2 separate regions of the Mus musculus genome follow, and region 2 is linked to region 1. A link is a contact called in public Hi-C data. All regions are on one chromosome and are shown on one strand. The core of a region is the stretch at or near the end of the contact, and the rest is flanking DNA. Distances in the headings are between cores, read along the strand shown.

Region 1 (7,300 bases), core at 1,450-3,949:
GATGGGAAAATTGTTTTTGTATAGGGTAAGAAAGTTCAGAGTTCTACTGGTGGTGAATGGTCAGATGGTAATTTGAACGTTCTCATCTTCTGACTTTCAACTTGCTCTCCTGAGTATCACGTTGTTGTTGTTGTTTTTGTTGTTATTGTTGTTGTTGAAGTTGAAGCATTCCCCACCCATCTAGTTGGACATCAAAACCCATGGCCTCCTGCATTCGAATTGAGCACACTCCCAAATTCTTTCATTAACTGTTTAAAGTGGTTATATAAACCTATTTAAAGTTAACTACTCACATACAGGAATAAGTTTTAGATGAGGGTTTCCACTCTTCCCCTCTGCAATTTCCCCTTTCATTTCTTATTACCGCATCAAGTAACTAAGATGCGTTTTTGGTGCTATTGTAATTTGTGCACAAAATAGGAACAGAAAAGTTCTGAGTTAGGACTTTTTCTCAGACCTAATCGTATTAGCTTTATTAGTTTTAACTTCTTGGAAACCCTCTTGAACTAATACCCTGTTTCTTTGCATTTTGACTCAAGTGAGATTTTTGAATAATTGAATTTCGGGTAGGTGCTGGGTAAGGACTTTTAAAAGAGAGTTCTAGTAGTACATTTGAATAAGAAAACAGCTATCCCACAGTTAACATCGATAAAGACCCTTAGTGATCTCCAACGTACCAGGTCTCAGCCACACTGTGCTACACCTCTAGCCCTGAAGGCTTTTCTGATTTTTGAGATAAGGTTGCATGGTCCTCCAGAGAACTTGAACTGCTAGACTCTAGTAGATCTCAGGCCTCAGACTTCTGAATAGCCTCGAATGTGTGCTTTAAACTGGAAACTTCTGATGAGAGTCTTTTGATGGAGGAAGGCAGTGAAGATGGATGGCCTGGTTAGGTTTTGTCCACTTGACACAAACTAGAATGACTTGGGCATTTTCTTGATTAAGTTTTGATGTAGGAGGACCCAAGTCACTGTGAGCAGTGCCGCCCTGGGGCTGGTTGTCCTGCACTGTATAAGAAAGCAAGCTGACCAAGCCGAGAGGATCAAGCCAGCAAGCACCATTCCTCCGGTGGTCTGTGCCTTCTACTTTAGTTCTTGCCTCCAAATTCTTGCCTTGGGTTCTTGCCTTGGCTTCCCTTGATGATGCACTGTAATCCATGATGATGTAATCCATGAAAGGAAACGAGCTGTTTCCTCTCCCCAACTTGGCTTTGCTCAATGATAAGAGCAGCAAAAATCAGACCAGAGCAGAAGATAACTTATTTATGTGTTCATATGTGTGCACACATGTTTGGGCACGCGCATGTAGATACCGAAGATCGACCTTCGTTTTCTTCCCTCAGACCCCACCCAGCTCTATAACGGGGCCTTGTCTACTAAGGTTGGCTGTCTGATCTGTGACTCCAGGAAGCTTCTTGTTTCTGCTCCCATACTACCAGGAGCCACCACTGTCCTCTGCTTTTTAATGGGAGATTTTTAATGTGGGAGATTTGAACTCGGGATTCCTGCCCAGTGGCAAGCACTTCACGGAATGCACTCTCTCCTCTGCTGGGCAAGATATATTCTTTAGAATGACAGTTTCGAGTAAAGTCAATATGCCAAAAGGGCTGGGGTAGAAAAAAAATGAATGGTTTTCTTTTCTTTTTCTTTACTTGCTGCTCAGAGAGACAAGGAGTGCTCTTCTCATAGAAAAAGAGACTGAATTTCTGTTCTCTTGCCCTGACAAACAAAACAGCCCATGAATTAAAAAACAAAACAAAAACAAACAAACTACCACCACCAAAAACCCAATATAACTAAGTTCTCTTAGGAAAATACGTACAAATTGGAGACCTTAAGACCCAAGAGTCTTGAGAATCAACTAACTGAGACTGCAAATTTCTGCCGGGCGTGGTGGCGCACGCCTTTAATCCCAGCACTTGGGAGGCAGAGGCAGGCGGATTTCTGAGTTCAAGGCCAGCCTGGTCTACAGAGTGAGTTCCAGGACAGCCTGGGCTACACAGAAAAACCTGTCTCAAAAAAAAAAAAAAAGAGTGCAAATTTGTTAGCAGAGAGGCTAAAGCCTCACAGTAGTTGCGATAGTTCACTTCGACAAACTCGTATGAATTTACTTTTCCTTATTTCTCTGTCCTTTCTCTTTGCTTCACTGGAGTTTGAACGCAGGAGCTCAGGGCCTGGCACATGCCAGGCAAGCACCCCACCGTTAAGATATATATATAATCAACCCTTATTTGCGGTGTAGCCATGGGTAACTACATACCTGGAATCTTCTTGCCTCAGTTCTCAGAGTGCCTGACCTGCAGGTGTGGACCACTGTATGGGCTTCATGATAATAAACCCTTTATATCTACATTTGACTTCCAGAGCAAACCACGTAATTAAATACTCTTCTAAATCCCATCTTGTTAGAGGTTAAACCCTGTGAGAACCTAAGAAGGTCGTGTTCTTTCTCTCATGAGAGTGGGGCTGGGGACTTTAAGAAGTGTGTAGGCTCCAGGGCCCTAAATATGTATGTAGCTGGCTATTTATGAAATAAACCCTGTCATTGCCCCTTGTGTTGTAGGTGAGGCTTAAAGAGATTGAATAGTTTGCAGGAGGTTATTGAATCACTAAATTGCAGAATGAGATCAGAGCTCATGTTTGTATTTGACTGAAATTTGTATCAGTCAACACTGCTGCCACCGAAGTGTGAGTTGCCAACTAGGATTTGTCCTGACCTCAGTCCTAGCTTTGTATCCCTTGTCTGACACGACCAGGAATGTGACGGCTGCATAGACCCTTCCATCAATACTGTCACCACTGACGGTAGCCAAGATGCCCATATTCGCTCAAGGCAAATTGTTTTATTTATCAACAAGTACAAGGTGTTTCTGTCCAGTCCTCTCTTTGTCTTTAACTTTAATTTTGTTTATTCTTGGGAGCCATGATTGTAAATGATCACCTATGGTAAGGCTAATGTCCATTCCCTGATTAATATCCAACAATGATTAGCATCATTGATTGGAAAATTAGTAAATTATGCCCCCATTGACGTTTCTAGCTCCCATTTAATAGCTTGTTTACTTAATTGATAGCTAATGTGTTGACTTTTTAAAAGCTATTAACACATCAAAATAGTATTTATTGAACCTGGCAAAATGATAAATTATGTGTTTGTTTACTCTTTCATTCCCAAGGCTGATCTATCAGTGGTCTTGTCCTTTTTTTTATTTTATTTTATTTTATTTTTAATGGTTGTTCGTTTGTTTTTGGTTTGGTTTTGTTTTTTAAATTTTGTTTTGTTTCTTTATAATTTGTTTTAATCCTCTGAGGTTCTTTACCTAGGATATCAAGTAGAGCAGCGTAATTTCTAGAAAGCATGACCTTGGAAAAGTTGCCTGACTTTTCCTGGGCGTTCCCAACAAATGACTCTCTAAAACAAAGCAGCTTCTGAGAGAAGTTCCGTAGGGTTTCTTCACTCAAGTCAGAATCCTCAAAAGAAAAGAAGTGCCCTACGAGCACTGAATGTATGCATGATTTGCATCTGTTTTTCTACCCACGCGTTTTGTTGGTCCTGCTGAGGAAATGAAGTCATCTTAGGCAGAAAAGCTTTAAGAGACCAATATTCTCCTACTTAACTTTCAGGAAGATGGCTGCCAAGGTGGGCTGCCCCTGCTTCTCAGTGTGCTCTGCATTGTGTAGAAATGTCGCTGGTCCCATGCTCGTTTTAGTACTGTTTGCCAGCACAGGTTTGAAGCCACCCTTTTGAAATGGAGTTTATTTGTGAAACAGTCTTGTTCCATAGGCACACCTCAATGCTTACCATCCTTGAAGGCTTAGTATATCAGCACTTGGCTCTTCCCAGCCCCCTCTAAAACATCACATCAGTTCTCAAGAGAGAGTATTTACCACAGTTAATTATATTCAGGGAAAAAAAAACCCAATGCTTAAAAGCCTTCTAGGCCTTTTCACAGAGGAATTTCGGTATCATATGGAGAAATGGCTGCCTCATTTGAGGAAGGCTGAAAGCCCTTACTGGATGCTTTGAAGGCAATAATAGTTATCTGGATGAGTTGTAGCATACTTTTAGAAGTTTAATTTAATATATGTATGTATATGTTTGTATATGTATGTATATGTTTGTATATGTATGTGTATATATATATATATATATATATATATATGCATACACACACACACACACACACACACACACACACACACACACACACACACGGGGACTTAGGGATGGTTGACCAGTGGGTATGTGCACGTAGGTGCAGCTGCCTGTAGAAGCCAGGGATGCCAGATACTCAGGCTGTTATAGAGAGAGGCTTAGATGGGCTCTGGGAATGCAACTCAGGTCTGTTGCAAGAGCAGTCCACTCTGAGCTGAGCCCCAGATTGTAATATTTTTGGAAGCAAAGCTACAGCATGTTACAAACCTTTACCCATCACACGAGTAAGGACCAACCAGGATGGAGCTCTTAGTGGACCAAAAAAAACCAAAAAATTAAATTCAGAATTTCAGAAACCAAAACAGTGTAGCTGTTTTTAACGTAAGCCATGGAAGAGGAGCACGCGCTGTGGCCTTTTGAAATGACAAAGGTCCATGAACGTGTGATAATGCATTTGAGTCCTGTAAAGTGTTGTTTAACCGCCACACCTACTGCATTCCACACAAGAGGTAGAGCTCACTGATCACGTGAAGCCCCTGCTTGGGGACAGAACATTTAAGATATGAGCTTATCCATCAGCTAAAAACCTCCCATCCTCCACCCTGGCTCTCCCCACGCTGGGACTGAGCCGAGGGCTGTATTGCATGACTTGCATCCACCGCTTTCTTAAGGGAAGTCAGTCCCTAAGTTTAAAAAGTGCCTTTACACGGCATCTATTGAAACTCAGCAAGTTTGAGTCCATTTAAGCTAACATAATCCCAGTGTATATAAGCAATCAGTTATTAAGAATCTTACAAACCTTTTTTGAGAGGGGGAGCTCATATCTTTCCCAGTCTCACCCTCGATTTTATCTTTAGTTCAGAAATAACCAGTGTCTGATACCACTTTGATCTCATCTATCCCCCCCCCCCCCAAAAAAAAAAGCCTGCTTAAACAAGGGATAGGATATTGGCTAGGGCCAAAGCAGGGCGGAAGATGGCTCGTGAGCAAACTTTCAAAGTGGGAATGTGTGAAGTAGATTTGATCAGCCAGTCAGTAACCGACATTGAGCAGGAAGTTCATGAAAGGGACTTCTGGAGGATGAGGTCAGAAAAGTGAATTTAAACCAGTGTTCGGAAGACCCGGCGTCTGAAATGTCAGTGCGTAGATGTTTATTAAGGAACCCACTGGAACTGTGGCATGTATCAAGTATCAAGTATCATAGTTACATAGTATCAAGTGGAAAAAAGGATACTAGTTAGTGTATTCACAGTAATGATAGATTTTCATTACATTGACCCTACTCACTCATATCTTCTGTAAAATAGCTTGCATTCTGTGGTTTGTCAATGTAGAATTCCTTCTGAAGACTGATATCCTCAGAGCCTAGGTCAGTCATTGGCACGTGACTGATGTTCAGTGAACATGTGTTGAATTGGAGGAAGGAGCAGACCAAGACCCTAGAAGATGGAGTAAGACTTTAGAGGGTGTGTGCTTACCCTACGACAGATCGAGGGTTGTTTGTAGGGCTGGGCTCCTACGTTTAAGTTCCATTGCATGCTAAACTGTCAGCCGGCCGTTTCCATTGGCCTGACTTGGCTTCCCTCCTGTTCCATTCTCGACCCCAACTCTGTAAGTCCACTTCTTCTATGAAATCATTGCAAAGTAGGCCCTGTGAGTGCTTATTTCTCCCCCTGAACTGTTCCCAGCTCGCATTCCCTTACAGGTTGGCTGGGTGAGATCATCCCATAGCTTTTGGAGAGGCTCCAATTCCAGGACCAGAAATGGTGCCTTCCCTTTGGAATTTTGTGGGTTTACTTTTGATCAGAGGGGAGGGTGGGGAAGTATCAGAGGAATATATTTATGCTCTTGGACAGAAGCCCGAAAACATGCACTGAAATTGTTTTTGTCAGATTGGAAAGGAGCTCTGAAAACTGACATCCCTTTGTGTTTTCTCGTTTGCAACGGAAACAACAGAAACCCGGGCGATTTCTCTGGCTCTCTGTGTAATGACCTTGCGAATCCCTGATTAGCTCATCATGGTGCAATTTAAAAGCAAAAGGGAGAGAAGTAACAAGTGTGGCTCTGATTCCAAGTGACAACCTTGAAGGTACTTCGGCCACGGCCACACAAGGGACAGTCGTGTGAGAACATTGCAAGAACCGAGCACCAGCTCGCCATTGTCATCGCCTGCGTTTTACTTAGTGAGAACATTAGCTACTGCGTCTACTGGCAGCGCGTCGCTGCATTTTAGTAATACGGTTGATGGAGTACTTTAATCCAACTAGTATCGCTTGTGTCTGTATTTTATAATAATTTCTTTCCCTGAAAAAAAAATGTTCTTCATTACTAAGGTCAATTAAATATCAAGGAGTAAAAGTTCTTCTGTGGGTGAAGAAATTGAACCCTGTGATAAGCACGCGTCGTCGACACTGAATGCCTCACCTTCTTCTGGTTTACAGAGGGTTGCATCAGCTTTAAAAGGAAGAGGGAAAAGATAGAAATACGGTATCTCTTAAAATAACATGCTTCCCTAAAATTTGAAATAGTCACTTGTGAGTCAGAGTTCTGCTATGGCTATATCTCCTCAAGCTCAAAAATTTACAAATACCAGGCAACCCAATCTCAAAATGAATGAATCCGCCTAACAGGTGGAACAGGTCTGTGCTAAATCTACGCAAGAAGGCCTAGTTCTAGAAGCCTTTGTTAGCTTCTTAAAAGTCGCAGTATTAAATAGTAAAAAACCGAGACTTTTATCAAGATAACTATATCAGAGAAATATGTTTGTTTTAATTTCTTTGGTTTTGAGACTTTTATAGGTTTATACAATGAAACATCATTTCTACCCCCATTCCGGCCCCCACCTCCTTCCATACCCCCAACATGCTTCCTTCCAATTTCTTGTCTTGTTTTCTCTTTGTTTGTTTGTTTTGGATACCCCACAATACAGGTGGCACAGTTAGAGCCCTCGGTAAGTTCCTGGGTGTGGGGCCACCCGCCGGAGCCTGGGAAGTTAATCAGAGAAGATGTCTGCAGTAAGGAATAGTTCCTGCAGTGGATCACGAATGCCAAGGGTGTCCTTGAGACAGCATTTCAGAAATCTCTTCTACCCTCCAGCTCTTCCATTACTTCTGCCTCTTCTTCAGGATCTCCTCTGAGCCTTGGT
Region 2 (7,300 bases), core at 1,610-4,109, 190 kb before region 1:
CGTACAGGGCTGCGGCAAGTAGCCCCCAAAGCACACAGCTCATAAATATTTTCAGACATTTAACTGAGTAAGTCACTAGCCTGTGTTTAGGAAGAGAGCTGGCGGCTGGTGGAAGAGTCGTGGATGTAAGGTAAATGAGCCAGGGCTCACTCGAGGGCCTGGTCCAGCTTTGGTTCTTTCGGCTAGCTGGAGCGAAAAAGCAATCAAGACTGAATCACTTCCTGGGAGTAAGGAAGGGTTCTCTATAGAGAGTCTGGGGCTCCAAACTGAGCGGCTTTCCAAGGCAGCATTGTTAGCAAGTGCCAGACATCAGCAGGTCTGGATCAAAGCTAGGGATCGGTGTGGAGCCTGCTGACTCTGGATGCTAGAGATGGCAGTGCAGTGCTCTGAGAAGAGTGGTGGCTGACAGCCAGGGGACTTTCCCTTCCTGGTTACGGAGCGTACCAGAATCAGGCTTCTGTAACTATGGGACAAGATGAACCTGGACCCTTTGAGTCCTCTAGACGGCCATTTTGAAAAATCCACATTCTTCCTTGACACCAATTTTGCCCTAAAATACTGAAAAATTCAACTCTGAAAGCATGGACCAGCCTCAGCCCAATACCACAGGAGGCCTTGGTTTTCACACCCCTTTGTGTATTTCTGCTTCATCCAGTTACAGCATACATCCCACCCAAAGACTGGCTTTTCTTTATTCTTCTAGTGCCCACTAGCTACCCAATCTGGAACTTTCACCTAAATATAGGAGGCAGGTGTAGGGAACATAGCAGAGAAACCGAAGTCCTTCCTTTTCAGGCTTCTGGAGGTTATTCTGATAATCTTAAATTATTTCAACTCCAAAGCTATAAGAATAAAATGCAAGAGATAATTGTCTTTTTTCCCCCTTGGCCACAGCTATAAAGAAGAATGGACCAAATTAGAATATATTATGGGCTCCATCCATTTCGACTTGTCTTGAGCGCGGGACTATTTCCACATCATGCGCGAGCAGCAGATGATATATTCCTGGGGAAAATTAATAACTTGAAAACTTTCTTCTGCAATAACAAAACTGCCAGATCTTCTGTCAGAGCCACCAGTTTCAACGCAAATGACAGTTAAGGACTTCTGAGTCTAAGTACTGCGGGTGGGACTTTAGTAGAAAGTGCATCTGTACTCCATGTAAGGCAAACTCTACATGGTGAGTCTGACACCCATGAAGAACCCACAGATCAGGCTGTAACAAACTCATTCTTCATGGTGTCTCCTTCTTCACCTGTGGCCTTCTAAACTCTTGTGCTCCTGTCTGAAGAGGGAGGGTGGCTTTGCAGTCATGAGTTTTATTTCAGGTGTTAATCTAGAAATTTTAATGAATTTTGATATTTTTGCTTCTACACAGAGAGATTGAGCTGTGTTGGAAGCTTTCCATTTGCACAATAGCCCCAAATAATGCGAAATTAAATGGAAAGCGTTGTGGGCCAAATCCTGTTGGATTATTATTTTTAACTTCCTCTTTTCTTTCTTTCAAACGGTGCTTTAAAAATAACTATTAAAAAAAAAAGTTACCCCTGAGTGCATTTTCTTCTCACAGCTTCACAGAGAGCTCCCTCAGTGTGGAATTCGTTGGGGAAAAAAAAAAAAAAAAAAAGGTTCTAAATACATTGAAGAGTTCCTTGTTGATTGTAGCTACCAAAGGATATAATGGTTTTACATTTGGCAGCAGCTCTCCAACTTGAGCAAGCTTTCTACAGAGTCCCTTGAAGGACTTCCTAAGGGCAGCTCATTTACTCTACCAGGATGGGGCCCAAGAATTTTCCTGTCTAGGGTTTAGGGGTATAAATGAATCTGGGAAGTGCTTGAATTTGAGTTTGATTCCTGGAACCTACAGGAAAAGGGTGTGTGTGTGTGTGTATACAGCATGGATTTGTAATCCCTAGAAGACTGAAGAGTTACAGACAGACAGATCCCTGGGGACTGCTGGCTCATTACCCTAGGCTGCTTGGTGAGTTCAAGGCCAGTGAGAGATGATAAAGAAAACAAGGTGGGTGGTGCTGGAGGAAAGGCCCTCAAGGTTGTTCTCTGACCTCTCCCTGCGGGCATATGCAAGCCATGCGCACTGTCCAGAAATATGCATCAGCATGTGCATAAATACACATATACGCACAGAGGGAGGGAGGCAGCCAGGGAGGGAAGAAGAGAGAGTACTTTAATAAGTGTCTTTAGGCAGTTTTGGGAAAGACTGCTTAGTTATGTCACATGGACCACGCACATATATGTGAATGTGTGCTATGTACACGTATGTAGTCATCTTAGTGCCCCCATACAGTTGTAGCTGGTTCTATGACTTGCTCGCATCACACCTCTGGAAATACCCCAAAATGAGCATGCTCAAATCCATATATAAGACAGTATAGTATCTTCAACCTGCTTATAGTTTAAATTATTCTTAAATTATGTAATCTGTAACATACATATTATGTATCAATTATATATAATATATAATAATATTGCATATCAATATATATGATAGATATTTAGTATAGATAGATTTATGTCTTATGTATTATATATTGGTATCTTATAATAGGTAGTGTAATGTCAGGGCTATACAAATGGTTTCTTTGCTGTATTGGTATAGGAGATGATGACAAAATAAACCTGTACGTGTTCGGTATGGATGAAAATGGTTTCGAGTAGCTCCTGTCCACACTTGCCCGCAATGACCGACGTGCGTGTATGTAGAGGGCCGCCTATGTATTTTTCTTGGTTTCGTTGTGGTGCAATCCAAGGCAACCTCTGAATCACGGCTGTCCCCCAGACTTTAGAGGACACTGTGGTTAATGACTCTGTAGAAAGGGCCCTGCCAGTAATAGCCTTAAAGTGACTTGTCTGTTGGCAAACAGCAAGGTAATGGAAGTGAGTTCAGAGGACACAGCACTCGAGGTGACAGGATGTGAGAATCCAGAGGACGAGGCATACTGTGAATCCATACACTGCTCAAGGACACATCCCTGTGGCATTGATGTGAAACTCCAACTGAGTATCCGTGAAGGAAATGGACAGCAGCCGAACAGCAAAAGGAGCCACCGGGTTCCCTGGGATGTCTTCTTGTTTAATTGCAGCTCAGTGACACAGATACGGCTGTCCACCTTTCCCGATCAGACATTTAGATCAGGAAAACCAAAATAAACACAAACAAAAAACCCCCACAGGACTGTCCAGTGTCGTAAAACTGTTTCATGCTAGAGTTGACCTTCAAGCCTGTTTAAGTGGCCCCCAGCTGCCATCTGGGCCAAGATGCTACACTGTGAGGGAAGGAACAGTGTTTGCTGTTTATATTATGATGCCCCCCCACACACACACCAAATCTTACTGCCCATTTGTCACCCTTCCTATGTTGACAGTATAGTAATGTATTGTGAATAGAAGACAGTCTTGCCATTCAGGAGCACATGGTGTAAATGTATAAAGCAAGCATGTGCCTGGTGAGATGGTTCAGGTAACGGTGCTTGCTGCTAAACCTGATGGCCTGGCTTTAAAGCCCTTGATCTCTGTTGCCGTGAAAGGAAAAAAGAAACGATTGAGGATTGCCCTCTGACCGCTGTGCACACACTGTGGTTGGGACATATGAACCTTGCTCTCTGTCTCTCTTATACACACACACACACACACACACACACACACACACACACACACAGAGAGAGAGAGAGACAGACAGAGACAGAGACACAGAGAGAGACAGAGTGAGAAAGGGAGAGAGAGAGAGAATATCTGTTTTTAAAGAACCAAAGGGTACTTTGTGGACATCAGGATTATATAAAATATGTGTGTAAAGAATATAGAATGACATATATTGTGTACTGTATATATTTTCTCTTTCAATGCACTGACGGGTATGGATACATTTTTTATGCACATAAAACTCCTACTGTGTGTTTTCTTGAGTTCTGTGCTGGCAAATAGGGTGTTTTGTTTTGTTTTTGGTTTTTTGCTAAATAAACCCCACCAAAACATTGACATGAAATAGTTTACATGATTTCTAATGACCTCATTAGAGAATTAATAACTTATGTCCAACAAGATTCTCACGGGGAAAAGCAAATTCAGTATCTTGCCTCTTAAACTGTGCAGGAGGAGCATCGTCACTGTGGATGCGTTTCGGGTTTGTAGCTATGCAAGTGTTACTGAGTGGGAAAGGCCAATCTGAGTTTTAACTGCCATCTTAGCGAATGCTTTTTGTAAGACCATGTGGTGTCTGATTCTTATCTACTGTCAGGATCTGGAGGAGCAGTCTGACAGAGGAAGCCCCTACCCCAACTCCCCTCAACCAGCATTTGTTATACAAGCAGTCTCCAAAGAACAGAGCTTTGAGTCGTTGGACATGCATGGCTCAGCAAAGCCAGTGACTTTTAAAAGACTTTCATCTGTACTGAAAAGTCCATTTGGGGCTCGTCCCGCTCTTACGATTGTGGTTCTAGAGAGTAACAATTTTCTTTTAAATGATAAAGTAATGATGTGGAGAGATATCTTTGTTGAAATATAATAATAACCTCCCCCATTTTGCCAGCACCTAACCTACAAAGCCAAAAGCAAACCAGTAAAGACATATCCTATAGAAGAATACATCTAAGTAACAGAGAGGGTCGCCCTAGTGGATGTCTCTAGAAAGCCTGCTGGAGGCCAAAGTCAACCCATCTGACTTGGCACTTCACAGAAAATTCATGGGACCACTTTCAGACCTCAGAAGTTGTCTTTAGAGATGCTTAAGGAAGTTAGTTCCCTTCCAGGTCTCTTCTTCCCCTGTGCTGAAGAGCAAGGGTGTGAAAATAAGACAGGCAGGACCATAGAGCCAGTTGGTAACTTAATGTAGCAAACAACACACGGTCCACTGAAGAATGTCAGACAGAGTGGGGATGATGGAGCTACGAGAGTCTGCATTCCATCTTCCTCTTATGATTTTGTTTGTTTTTGACAATTTACTCTCAACTCCAAAATGACTGCACTAAACAGTGTTTCTGAATACTTTTTCAAATACATGGTTTTTTGTGTGTGGTTTACTCTAAGTTCAGCCTTCACTAACAAGCAGTTAAGGTAATTTTACATATTACAGAAAGACAAAATACTTGATCAAAAATATTGCTAACACTAAAATATTAATCATTAATAGGTTATAATTGTTATCTTGGTGCCAACAGATAACAAGGGTCTAGGAATGAGTTTTTTTTTTTAAGATAGTTTCTTACTCAGTAAATAGTTATTGAGCACAGGATAAAGTTCTGGTCACTGAAATGGACATTTCATATGGTAAGTTTGTCATTCTAAAAGTTGCTTTGGTTTTTAAATAAAGCCTTCCACAACGGCAGCACAGAAATAAGTGAGCGTTGTCCTTCAGAGAGTGTCACCAGAGAGGCTAGGACTGTTCCACTGCAGTGATGGTCTTCTCTGTGTGTGGCAGACAGATAATGGATGTGTAGGAATCGGGTACAGTTAGTCTCATTACCCAATATTGGACCCTGAGTGTTCCCATTCGTACACATTCTTCATGGGCCTGTACTCTCAAACTCTAGGTGTTTAAACTAGCAAAGTCACTATTGAAGAGTATGTGCTTTTAGCCAGGACAATTGGGAAACTACCAGAAAATAATAGGGGCTTAAAAGACTGCTTGCCAAGGTTTGCACCAAGGAAGGTCCCAAGAGAAGCACTGTCCAAATCAGGGAAAGACTGACCAGTTTGCCAGGGTCTCTGTTTCACTTTGAAAGATGCCAGCTCGTTGGTTTCAGCATGGGATTATCTCAGGTGCTATTACATGTTACACAGCCCACACCATCCATCACTCGTCATGTTATGAATCTTTTGTACACTTCCAGGACCTGCTGGGTTATTTTTAACTTGCGCTTCACCTGGCAAGCACAAAAGCCACTTGAACCCTCACCCCTAAGTTTGAGGCTTTTCCAAAGTGTACTAACTGGTTAATCTTCACCCCAAGACTGCTGTTTTGTAATCAGGGCATCATCGGTAAGAGGGCAGGCGGGGGCTGTGTTGCTTTCAGCTGACTGGTGTGATACCCAATGAAAAGTCTCATCCTTTACAGCAATAGGGGTGTCGGGGTGTGGAGCATCTGATAAACTCATGACTATGTGTCATATGTAATGACTAAATGACCCAACTAAATGAAAATTTAAAGATTTTAATTAGGAAGTTAAATTGTCACCAACTATTTACATGGATGTCCTCAAACTTCATTTGCTTTGACTTCTGTGGAAGCTTCACAGTAGTGAGGGAGAGGCCTTAAGGGACAGTTCAGCCATTCCCCTACTCATCCAGGTTTGGGGAATTGTTCGTCCCTTTGTGCTTCTGTGAATGCTTGCTAGTATCTGTATTGATCCACAGCCGTGTTTCTGTAAAGACCCGAGATACTGGGGAGTCAGGCACTATTGTATCAGCATGTCACAGCCCAGGTCTGGATGGGCTTTCAGACATCTGCAGAGGTGAAAAGGACAGAAAGGAATGCAGAGGGAGAAGTTGAAGCAGAGGGATTTGTTTTCACAAAACAGGGCCACGAAAGTCCCCGAGACAGTGGACCAGGGGACAGAAGCCTAGGAGCATAGAAGCCAGTCTCCAAGGCTGTTGGATGCTTAAAGGGACAAATGGGTGAATGTGTGTGACAGAGAAGGGCTAGAGGAAATGTCACATGGGGTGACAGGGAATATGATTTTTACCCTGTGATCCCACCCCCCACCCCCATACTCAGTGGACATAGAGTTGACACACTCAGAGTTCTGGCTCCCACTCGCTGCCTTACCTCTCCCCTCTCCCCAGCTAAGGTTGGAAAATGGAAGGGACCGGGAACTGGAATTGGAGGGAACCCTTTCCAAAAGAAAACAAATGAACGAAACCAATTTAACTAGTTATTTCAGTTAAATGTAAATAAGCAAGAAGGTAGAGGGACGAAAGCAGATGGACTTCCATGACAGCCCAAGCCTTACACCCAAGTCACTGATTTTAAAAAATGTTCAGGTAGGACATGGTTAGGTAGGTTCATCTGTGAATAACTTGGACCCTTAAAGGACAGAGATCCTATGATAAGTTGTGTGTGTGTGTGTGTGTGTGTGTGTGTGTGTGTGTGTGTGTGTGTGTTTCAAGATAGAGACTCTACGTAGTCCTGGCTCTCCTGGTCAGCCTCTGCCTCCAGAGCACTGGGACTAAAGGCATGAGCCACCACACCTGGCAGAGATCCTGTAACCAGAATATACTTAATTCTTCCTTGACACTTCAAACCTTCATCGCAGCATATTACAACTGTGATGTCTCACGGAAAATT

Evidence for each region. A called contact is a pair of places that touch in the nucleus more often than the background predicts.
Region 2: a Hi-C map of liver shows a contact between it and region 1, with 4 times the contacts expected there. The contact joins two enhancer-like sites. A contact is called at or near these places in 15 of 484 Hi-C or Micro-C datasets (the HL-1 cell line, cerebral cortex, embryonic stem cells and 2 more), 7 of 115 datasets of contacts at active chromatin or transcription factors (embryonic forebrain, embryonic stem cells, forebrain and 1 more) and 1 of 9 other capture datasets (adipose tissue).

The regions. Positions count from the first base shown.
Region 1 is chr8:48,541,235-48,548,534 of GRCm38.p6, reverse strand. All of the region lies in intron 2 of Tenm3 (teneurin transmembrane protein 3), which reads left to right. Among named protein-coding and RNA genes, the nearest start is that of Gm39178, 120 kb to the left of the region's middle. Within about 2 kb of position 2,699, at least 5 of the 459 cell types and tissues checked have an H3K27ac peak or open chromatin away from gene starts, as enhancers often do. A contact at or near this core is called in liver, where this site is marked.
Region 2 is chr8:48,729,535-48,736,834 of GRCm38.p6, reverse strand. It overlaps a transcript of Tenm3 not described here. Among named protein-coding and RNA genes, the nearest start is that of Tenm3, 58 kb to the right of the region's middle. Within about 2 kb of position 2,859, at least 7 of the 459 cell types and tissues checked have an H3K27ac peak or open chromatin away from gene starts, as enhancers often do. A contact at or near this core is called in liver, where this site is marked.